2 separate regions of the Canis lupus genome follow, and region 2 is linked to region 1. The links are chromatin contacts, called in public Hi-C maps. All regions are on one chromosome and are shown on one strand. Each heading gives the region's core, a stretch centred on a gene start, on an enhancer-like site or on the middle of the called end of the contact. The rest is flanking DNA. Distances are from core to core; before and after follow the strand shown.

The links. A called contact is a pair of places that touch in the nucleus more often than the background predicts.
Region 2: a contact with region 1 is called in a Hi-C map of skin fibroblasts, with 2.7 times the contacts expected there. The contact joins the enhancer-like site here to the promoter of B9D1 in region 1. A contact is called at or near these places in 3 of 9 Hi-C or Micro-C datasets (amygdala, blood and skin fibroblasts).

The regions. Positions count from the first base shown.
Region 1 is chr5:41,065,529-41,070,317 of UU_Cfam_GSD_1.0, reverse strand. B9D1 (B9 domain-containing protein 1) reads right to left here and starts at 1,394. Exons shown (of 7, transcript XM_038537060.1): 1 at 1,200-1,394. The coding sequence starts at 1,262.
Region 2 is chr5:41,186,989-41,192,275 of UU_Cfam_GSD_1.0, reverse strand. No RefSeq gene overlaps it. Among named protein-coding and RNA genes, the nearest start is that of EPN2, 19 kb to the right of the region's middle. Within about 2 kb of position 2,860, at least 4 of the 20 cell types and tissues checked have an H3K27ac peak or open chromatin away from gene starts, as enhancers often do.

The DNA.
Region 1 (4,789 bases), core at 145-2,644:
CTGGCAAACTCCCTTTCATCCTTCAAAACGTTCTAAGGTCCACCCCACCCCCAGCTCTGTCAGGCCCTGGTCCTTCCCTCCACCAAAGCTTTGATACCTCCTTTATTTCTGTCAACCCTGTTTGACTGTGAAGAGGGAACAAGTGCAATGACCTTTCTGTGTCCCCCAGAGCCTGGCACAAGGGGGCACAGAAGAGATCTAGGGAACATTGCCGAAGTGAAAGGATGCTATCAGGACATGAAGTATACACAGGGCTGGAGCTCAAGGCCTGGAGAGAGGGAGGAACCCAGAACTGAGCAGGAGGCACAGTGGGAGTGGCATGGGTGCTGACAGAGCAGAGAGGCATGATCCAGCCCAGCCAAGGGCCCCTAATGGGACAGAACAGAAGAAGGGAAGGCAGTCTTGGACGCTAGGCCAGGGGCAGGTGGACAGGGTGGGAACACGGGAGCATTATCCCGATGAAACAGGGAGGCAAGAGAGACCTAGTAAGAGGTCCTGGCAGAGCTCTGCCCAAACCATCTCACTTAATCCCCACAATACAATAAATACCATCTTCCAACAGCCTGGAAGGGTAACGAACCAAAGTTTTGGTGTCAGGCAACCTGGGTTCAAATTTCAGCTTTGCCACTCCCTTTGGGCAAGTGTCCCCATCTGTAGAATGGGGATGCTAGTAACACCCACTTCCCAGGGTTGTGGTGAGGGCCGAATGCGCAGTGCTGGGCACCGAGTCCGGCACGTGGCGAATTCGTGGTGCACTTATATGCATGTGAATACGACAAATGGGTCTCCCCAAGTGTAGGCGATGGGGAGCAGCGTCCGCGTCGGTCAGACCCGACAGACCCTCCCCGGACCTCTCCACCACCCCCGTCGTTGGCGCACATTCACCAGGTCGCCTCCATCCTAACCCAAATGCAAGGACCTCAGGGTTCAGAGTGCAGAGCGCTGGGGGGCCGGGGCCCAGCAACCCGGGCGAGTCTCCGCTCCTCCCCTTACACCCGCTAGGCTCCTGCCCGGGACTCCACGGAGCGGACACGAGCAGAACCAGGGCTCACAGGCCTGGTCTCTCAGACGCTGGTTCCCGTCCCCCGCCTGACCCGACAGACGCGCCTCTCCGGGGCCACGCAGCAGCCCGGGAGGTGGCGGGACGGGCCCCCGCGGGTGGCTGGGGGGAGGGCGGGCGGGGGTCCCCGGCCGCTCACCTGGGCGCTCTCCACCTGCCCGTTGACCATGAGTAGGAAGACGCTGGGGCCCGCGGCCGCCATGGCAGGGCTGGGGGCGCAGGAAACGACCCCCGCGGCGCGCGGGGCTGCTAAGAGGTGCCGGGTTGCCCTGGAAACCGACGGCGTGGCGCGTGGGACACATTTCGTGGGAAGGCACCTTCGCGAAAGAAAGCACGGGTGCGGCAGTGCGCAAGCGCAGCCGGCGGTTGGGGGCGGGGCGGGGCGGGGGGCGGAGCTGGAACGGTCCGCCCGCGGTGTAGAAGCTAGCCGCGCCGCTGCTCGGGTCACACCCGCAGGGCGGAGGCGCGCCCTGCCTCCCGCCGGCCGGAAGCCAAGTGGGGCCGATGCCCTCCGCCGCGAGGTGGCGCTGTGGCGCTACCGGGGGGACGGCGGCGGGGACGCGCGGAGGGGAGCCTGCGCGGTGCAGCTGGATCGCCGCCGCGAGTGGAGGTGACGCGCGCGAAGGCCGCGAGTCGGGCCGGGGCTGGGCCGCCCGGGTTCTGCGGAGTCCCCGGTTGGGGACTGCGGCGGGTCCCCTGGGGCTTTGAGGCCCCTGCCCCCCACCAAAAGTGTATTAAACAAACTGGGGAGGGCCTCAAACAACCGAGTTACGGCTCCTCGGTGTGAAAGGGGGAAACGGAGGCCCACGGAGGAGCAGCACCTGGCATCCCAGTCTTCCAGCCGTCGGAGGAAGACTGAGCCAGAACCCACGGCACTGCCCGGTTAACCCCCTGGCCGCCCCGAGTGGTCATAGCTTCGGTTAACACATCGATCCGGTTCGTCTTAGCACACACTGTGGTTTGTATTTGCACGTTGATCACTATCCTGACTCCCCTCTCTAGGCAGCCCGCTGTTCCATGAGCCCAGCGGCCACGCGGATCTTGAGTTCTAGTTCCCTGGCACATAGAAGCCCTGGTAACAGTGCTGCATGAATGAATACTTGAATACATGGCCACTACTCAGAGAGGAAGCAGATTCCCAGGGGAGGTGGCTGGGCCACAGTCACAGCAGCAGGTAAGTCGCCGAATCAGCATTCACATCCAGGACTAAACAGGCTAAAGAGCCTCACTGCCTCCTCTGTCTGGTCCCAGGCCAGGTTGTCAAAGTGGCATTAGAGACCTTATCTCTGATCCAGGAAGGGATGCACAGGTGTGTAGACTTCCAGGAGGCCATGCCCCCAGCAGGGACCCCAGGGGGTGGTCCCACCGTAGCCAGCTGCTAGCTTGGAAGCAGACCAGGGGGGCTCCCTTCAGACACCTGTGCAGGAGAGGGAGGGAAGAGTCAAGGCCAGCCTGGACCACTGACCTCTTCCGGAATGCTGAGCAAGGATAACTGATTAGGGGAGGGGGCTGTGGGTAGTCTGATGGGAGATGCTGCGGCTGAGGAGGCCAGATGGGTGGGGTCCCCACCGCAACAACACAGCTCAGAGTGTAGGTCTGCTCTCCAGGGACTTGGTCATACTCCCTTCCCCCACTCCTCACACCCTCTTTCCACTTAAAATGCTTTCTCCCACAAATTCTACCTGTCTTTACTCCTTGTCACTTTTGAAGCTCAGTATTATACAAAAGTCACTTTTCAGCAGAATGCTTGTGGTTATCAAGTAACCAGGGGCTCCTAGTGGTTTAAAACCCAGCTATGTCAGGGGCGCCTGGGTGGCTCAGTCAGTTAAGCATCTGCCTTCAGCTCAGGTCATGGGGTCATGGGACCGAGCCTGGTGTCGGTCTCCCTGCTCAGTGCTCCCTCCCCCTTACCCACTCATGCTCTTTTTCTTTCTCTAATAAATAAATAATGTTTAAGAAAAACCAGCTATGTCAAAGCCTACCCTACATTCAAGCAGGACCTAAAGGGGGAGTCTCCCCAAGGGGTGGGAAGCTCCTAATCAGGCATGCACATTAGCCATCCAGCCAGACAATGTGGAATGGGAGACCCCGGGTAGGATGGGAGGATGGACAGGCCTAGCTCTACAGAGTCTGGTGGCCTCAGGAAGGACTGCAGGGGAGGGGGCGCCTCAGTGGGGCTTGGTCAGGACCCAGCTGGAATCCTTACCACCAGTTCAGGTGGGCCTGCTGGGGGGGCTTGGTGCACTGGGAGCCCTCAGGCAGGCTGACCTTCAGGTCAGGACAGTCAGGGTGGAGGTGAAAGGTGTCTTTGCAGGTGTGGGTGTGCGGTGGCTCAGCGGGAATGTAGAGATCTGCTCGGGGAGGTTGGGGAGGGGGGTCACGGATGGGCAGACCCTCAGCCAGGACCAACATCCAGCAGGTTGGCACCATTTCCTGCCCTGCCAGTTGTTGGCATGCTGCAGAATTTCCCTCTCTGGGGGCACCTGGGTGGCTCAGTGGTTAAGCATCTGCCTTTGGCTCAGGTTGTGATCTTGAGGTCCTGGGATTGAGTCCTGTCAGGTTCCCTACAGGGAGCCTGCTTCTCCCTCTCACTCTGTCTGCAGCTCTGCCTGCTTGTGTGTTCTCTCTCTCTCTCACTCTTTCAAATAAATAAATAAAATCAGTTTAAAAAAAAAAAAGCAGTTCTTTGAATACTTACGTGTTTTCATGCTTTTTCCTCTGTCCAGCACACCATCTCCCTGCCCGCCTAGAGAACTCCTATTCAACCTTCAAAGCCCACCTGTGTGAAGTCTTCTCTGAACTCCTCTCCCCATCGCCTTACCATGTTCCCCCTCGGGGAGATATCCTCACCTTCCTGCCCAGAAGCCCATTGTAGTCAGGGTATCCAGCTTTGCTTCCTTTCTTTCAAGACAGGGAACTCACTCTTTACTAAGGCAGCTGGGTCTCTGTTAGGTGCCCCACCCTGTCAATCTGGCTCCACCTTCAGGATCTTTAGGGGTAAGGCTCCATCCACATGGAGCTCCTCCCTGCAGGCCAGACACCCCAGTGCCCATCACCATCTGTATCCTGCACCCACATTCCTGTGACTCGAAGTCTGGGTTGCCAGTTTTAAGAACTTAGACTCTCAGCCTTCAAGGGATCGGTGGCCCCAGCTCTTTCCCTCCCTTTCTGTTCCCAGCCCCTGCCCGCAGCCCCTTACCAGCGGGAAGCAGCCCCAGCAGAGGCAGCGTTTGTCCAGGGGCCCCTGGATCTCATCCCCGCATCCCTACTCCTGGTCTGACCTCCTTCCTGTCACCCCAGGCCATTTAGCCTCTCCAGCGCCCCTACCTCACCACCCAAACAGGGCCCACGTCACCTGGCAAAGGGGAACTGGCCTGGGGAAGAGGGAGCTGCCATGGCAGGGCTGGCAGGGGGCAGATGTCCTCTTACAGACCTAGGCCCGGCCAGGTGACCCAGGGACTCAGACCCTACCCCACCTCCAGTCTCTGGTGACCCAGAAGGCAGCTGGCCAGACTTCACAGCAGCAGTGATACTCCCTCCCTCTCTTGACACCCCATGGAGCTCTGAGGCACCCACACTGAGGGCCTCCACGGCCACTCCGCAGGAGCGGGGCACTGGAACCCCATTTCGAACAGTTGAGGTTCAGAGGAGTGAAGTGACTTGATGAGAGGGGTGTATCGGAAGACAAGCTGAATTCAAACTACGGTCCCCATGACTCCGACCGCCACG
Region 2 (5,287 bases), core at 1,611-4,110, 120 kb before region 1:
ACTGGTGGGTGAGGGAGGAGGTCAAGGTGACTGTGGAGGATGTGGCCTGAGTGGGATCTAAGGAGGGGGAACTAGACGCACCAGCTGACTGACCTGTCTGCCTTCCCAATCCTCCTCTCCACTGCTACCTCCCGCTTTATAGGATGGAAAGACAAATGACTCAAGTTTCGCTCTCTGTTGCAGGAGTGGTCATGGGACCCAGGTCTGGCCAATTAGATCTAAGGAGTCTTGTTGGGGTGGGTGTGAGTTCTTCAGGATAAAAAGGACAAATGCTTTCACTTAATCCTAAATGTAACCATGCCCCTTCCTTCCCGTGTTAAAAGTGGATGCCGATGAAATGCCAGGAGCCCTAGCAGCTATCTTGTAAACAAGAGGGAAAAGCCAAGTGAATCACAGAGACACCAGCCTTGACATCATTGACCTGGTAACACAATGACAGCCAGAGTTCATCTCAAACTCATCACGATGGGGGTGAAATTAACTCGTATTTGTCTAAGTCATTGTGATCTGCTTTGCCTTTTTTTTTTTTTTTTTTTTGTAGCTAAACACATCCTTAACTTTACAGAGGAGGGAAAAGGAGAGGTTGGATAGGAGTCAATGGAGGACCAAGAACAAGGGCAGAGACTTTGTTTGAAGGTAGGGGAGGGATGAATGTGTTTTTCTTATAATAACTAATATTTATTGGGCACACACGATGGGTGGGGCACAGGGATTTACAGAGATCAACTTATTTCTCACCACAACATTCTGAGCCAGGACTGGCTCTAGCCCCCACCACCCTGAGGGAACCTTGGCCCAGAGAAGCAAAGCAACTTGGCCAAAGGTCTCAGAGCTATGAGGCAGCAGAGGCAGATCTGCATTCAAGTAGATGGAGTCCAGCCAAAAATGGAATCTTCGATTCCTTAGTGAATGGAGCAGGTGACTAAGCACACGCCCCTCTTAGGGCTCAGTCTCCCACTGTGTGAAATGGGGCTGGTCTTCTCACTCAGCACTGGGGCAATAGGAACCTGCCATTCTGTGAGTGGCCCTTGTGAGGGTTGAGGCAAGACGGGTGGGTGGCACTGGGGCATGGGGTGGGTGCTGAGATGTGCCAGCAGGGTGAACCGGCCTCCGCTGGCCCAGCAGGCCCAGGGGAGGCAGGCACTGCTGTCTGGGGCTTGGGGTCAGCCAGCCGGCACCTCCTCTTGCAGGTCCATCTTGGGGTCCCGCTGCCCAGCCAGGAACCCTGCCAGGAGCGGCAGCCACCCTCTGGGGCGGAAGGAGTCTGGGGACATGGCTGCTGGGGGCAGGCGATCCGGAGGGAGCAGCCGGGTCCTGGATCCAGGGTCAGCTGAAATGCCGGAGGCTCTGTGCCCACCCCGCTGGCCCTCTCTGGGGCTCAGCTTCCTCTTCTGTAAATTGGGGCTTGAACAGCCCCTCTGCCACCTGTTGAGAGGGTTCTGAGGGATGATGGCAAGTGCAGGGGGGAGGGACAGGTGGGGTGGGGGGCAAAGGCGCAGGGTGGGGACCAGTGTGCGGGCTGCGACCCACCGACCCACCGACCCACCGACCGCGGGTCCCTCCCAGCCGCACTCACTCGGTCCGCCCGGTTCCGCCCCCAGCATTTCCGGGGCGGCCTCAGGAAATGCCAGCCCTCCCCCCAACGCGGTCCTCGGTCCTCGGTCCTCGCAGGGGCGCATCACCGCCCGCAGCCGCTGGCCAGCTCCTCGCCCGCCGCTCCTCCCCGCCCTTCCCTTCCCGGCGCTGGCCTTTGCTCACATCTCCGGCCCAGGGCAGTGCCCGCTCTCTTGCCTGGCCCTCGACACTCACCCGCTGGCCACCAGAGCCTTCTGGATGGTCGGCGCCTCCTCCCCCCTCCCCCCACCCCAACTCTTTACTCTCAGGCTGGGAGAAGGCAGGTGGAGAGCAGGGCTGGGGCGGGCTGGGGTCTCAGGAACTGGGCTGCTACCCCATGGAGAGGTGACTGCTGTGATGGGGGGCAACGTTGGGGACATTCCGGAAACCCAGAAGAGGAATCAGGGAAGCAGTCGGGGAGGGCTGCCTGGGGAAGGTGACGTTCATGTCTGGACTGGAAGAGCATGGTATTGAGCAAGGACAAGTGTTTCAGACAAGAATTCGTTTATTCAACAAGCATTTATTGAGCAGCTACTTTGTGCCAGTCGCAGTGGGAGGACCAGTAGGGTTTGGGCAGGAGGCAAGATCGGTTTGCGCTCTCGTGGGCTTTCACTAGGGGAGTCTGAGGAGGAGGTAAACTGACAAACTGGGCGCAGAGCTACTGAGGGAAAGGAAATCGGGGGCGGGGGGGGGGGTTAAGGGGCCTTGTGCTAGCCTGAGTTAGGTGGTCAGCAGGGCTTCCCTTCCCAAATGACTGTGGAGGCATGAGCAAGGCTTACATCAGCAAGAGGGAGGGTGGGGAGGTTCCAGATGGGAGGAACAGCAAGTGCAAGTTGGAGGTTGGGAGGACGCAGGGGACCGGCTCCTGGAGCCGAGACTGCCAGGCGGCACCACAGACTAGTAGCTCCATTCGATCAACAAGGCCAGTGGATCCAGGCAGCGAAGTGACCTGCCCAGGGTCACGAGCAGTAGAGCCAGGATCTGAGCAGAGACAGGAGCTGCTAACCACAGGGGGCTCCATGGCTCCTTGACGCCAACCCACTGCTGCACACCCCTTCGCACACCCCTCCGGGAGCCAGGGCCAGCCTCTCCTGCGGCAGCTGTTGCCAGGCAGGGCCGCAGGGTGGCAGGTGCTGATGGAGGGGACGGCCCACTGGTGGTAGGAGATGCTGCCCTGGGACAGGCAGGAGCGGAAATCGCCGTGGGATGTTGGAGGTTGTGGTGGCCGTGATGTGGTTTTTGCAGGGCCCCTGTGGTCACAGCCTGGGCCCCGTGCCTGCCTCCTGTGGCTTCTTCACCCACACAGTCCTCATCGGGGCCTGTTCTGTTTCCCAGAGCTTGGGCTGGGAGTCCAGATGGGCCCCTCCTCAATCGTGGGAGACCTCCCTCACTTTCAATCCCGGGAGGCTGGGATTGGCCTCCCTGTTTTGTAGAGAAGGAACCTCGGCTTCAGAGAGGGACAGCAGCCGGGCCAAGGTCACACAGCACAAGAGCTGCTCCAGGAGCACCCCCAGTGGTCAGCTCCTCCCCTCCCCCCAGCTCATCTTCCCACTCTCCTAAAGATGAGTCCTGGGATCTCATCCTGACAAACTACTTGCCCTTGAATCCTGTTCTCCATGGGCTTCCAGGAGTGCCCAATGAAGACATTCCACCCATTGTCAAACATAGGACAGGCCCTAAGAGTGGTACCTCTGGCCTCCATTTGTGGAGGGAGCGGATAAGGGCGCAGACTCTGGGCTCATGCAGCCTCCACCACCTACTCCGAAGCCACTTGCCCTATGCTGCAGTTCTCTCATTGGTGAAATGGGGTCACGATGGTGCCTTCCCCACTGTATTGGCATGAAAGTTAAATGAGATAATATAGGGAAGTGTTTAGGGGAAGGGATGCCATGGTGTCTCTATGTGGGCTTTGCTGTTATTATTAGGCACCTACTGCATGCTCTGGCCCCGCACAGACCGGCTCGATCCGTACAGTCACGATGAGGCAAATGCTTCCTCACCTCCACTTCACAGATGGGAGATGGAGATTCGACGGGAGTTGAAGGTTGCCCAGAGTCTCACAGCTGGTGAGACGCGGTGTCAGGACGGAAACCCAGGCCAGGCTGACTCAGACATCCTCGAGGCCCTCTGCCAACAGGGCGGCTGTGACTCAAGTTTGCAGGAAGAGGGGGAGGTGGGAGGGGTAAGTGGATGCCGAGGGGAATCCAAGGCCTATTTTCTCAGAAATAGAAGTGCACTTGGTGACGTCTGCACACGGTATGGTTGAGGCAAGAAGTAGCCAGTAAGGGGCCTAGTCCCTTGGCACAGCCAGCTTGACAAGGCTGTGGGAAAATGTGTGGTCTGTGAAGGGGCAGCTGGATTTCAACCTGGGCCTCTGAGGCCTTGGCCTGGTCACGAGCACATCCTGGGCTCAGTCTCTAGCACTGTGGGGGACGTCCAGGCTTGCACTGGAGTCCCCAGTCCTCTGTTGCCCTGCCTGCACCTGAGGTATGATGTCAGACCCAGGCAGGACCTCTTAGGCTCCTTGAGTACCAGGGGAGGTGAGCTGTGAGGATAAGTGAACCTCTGCTGGCCACCCTGCCTAGAGGGCTGTGAATCAGTGGACTCAGAATTTGGAGGACCCCAAGGTGAAGCCAGAGTAGGGGTTAGGGAGGGCCTGGGCTCCCTGGGCTCATGTCTGGTGAACAGGGCACCCTTGGGCAATAAACCAGGCCAGACAAGGCACACACCCCATGATAGAGCTCTCATCCCTCTCCCAGAGCCTGCATGCCCTGAGCAGCTGGGACAGCTTTCTTGGAGGTCATAGTTTCTAGCCCTGGGCCCTGGACTCCACCCATCAGTAAGAACCTGGATGCCTAGGTATGCAGGCTGGTCGGGAGGGAGGGAGGTCAGAGAGCATTTCTCCAGGCCTTTCATCTCTCCATTGATTGGCTAGATCTTTGTTGAGCACCCGCGGGGTGCCAGGCTCTGATCTAGGATCTTGGGGATGCCACCATAAAGACAAATGAAAAGCCCACCCTCTCAGAAGGGAAAGACACAATAAACAAAGAAATCAGTGCATAACATAAGTCAAGTGGTGATCAATGCTATGAAGTCCACACAAAGCAGGGAGGGGGTGAAGAGAGATGTAGGGGCGGGGGGGGGGGGGGCACCATCTTAGTGGTCCAGGAAGACTGATAGAGCACTGGCTGAAGGGTACAGAGGACAGGGCATCTGGGTGGACATCTGGGGGAGGGCATTCCAGGCCAAGGGAATGGGAGGGACAATGTTGGGGAGGCTCCAGGTGCAGGGGGAGGGTTGGGTGGGGCAAGATGGGCAGGGCCTTCTAGCCACGAGAGGGCCTGGGGATTTGATTCTAAGGATCATACAAAGTCCTTGGAGGGTTTGAAGGAGGTGACTCGATCTTATTTGGTCTTCCCAGCTACCCACCCTGCCAGCAAGGATTAGTGCCCCTGAATTGCAGTCAGGAAGCTGAGCTCTGAGAGCATCTCTGAGCAAGTCTGAGGCCTTTGTCCGAGACTCCCAAACCTACTGTTTGTGTGGTGCTGGGGGCAAGCTACAAGGCCCTCCCCAGGGGACCACATTCCATTAACCCAGTGCTTACAGACTGGCTTCTCCACTCACACACATACTTAGACATTACGCCTGGGGCCAGAACCTTGCATGGGCCGGT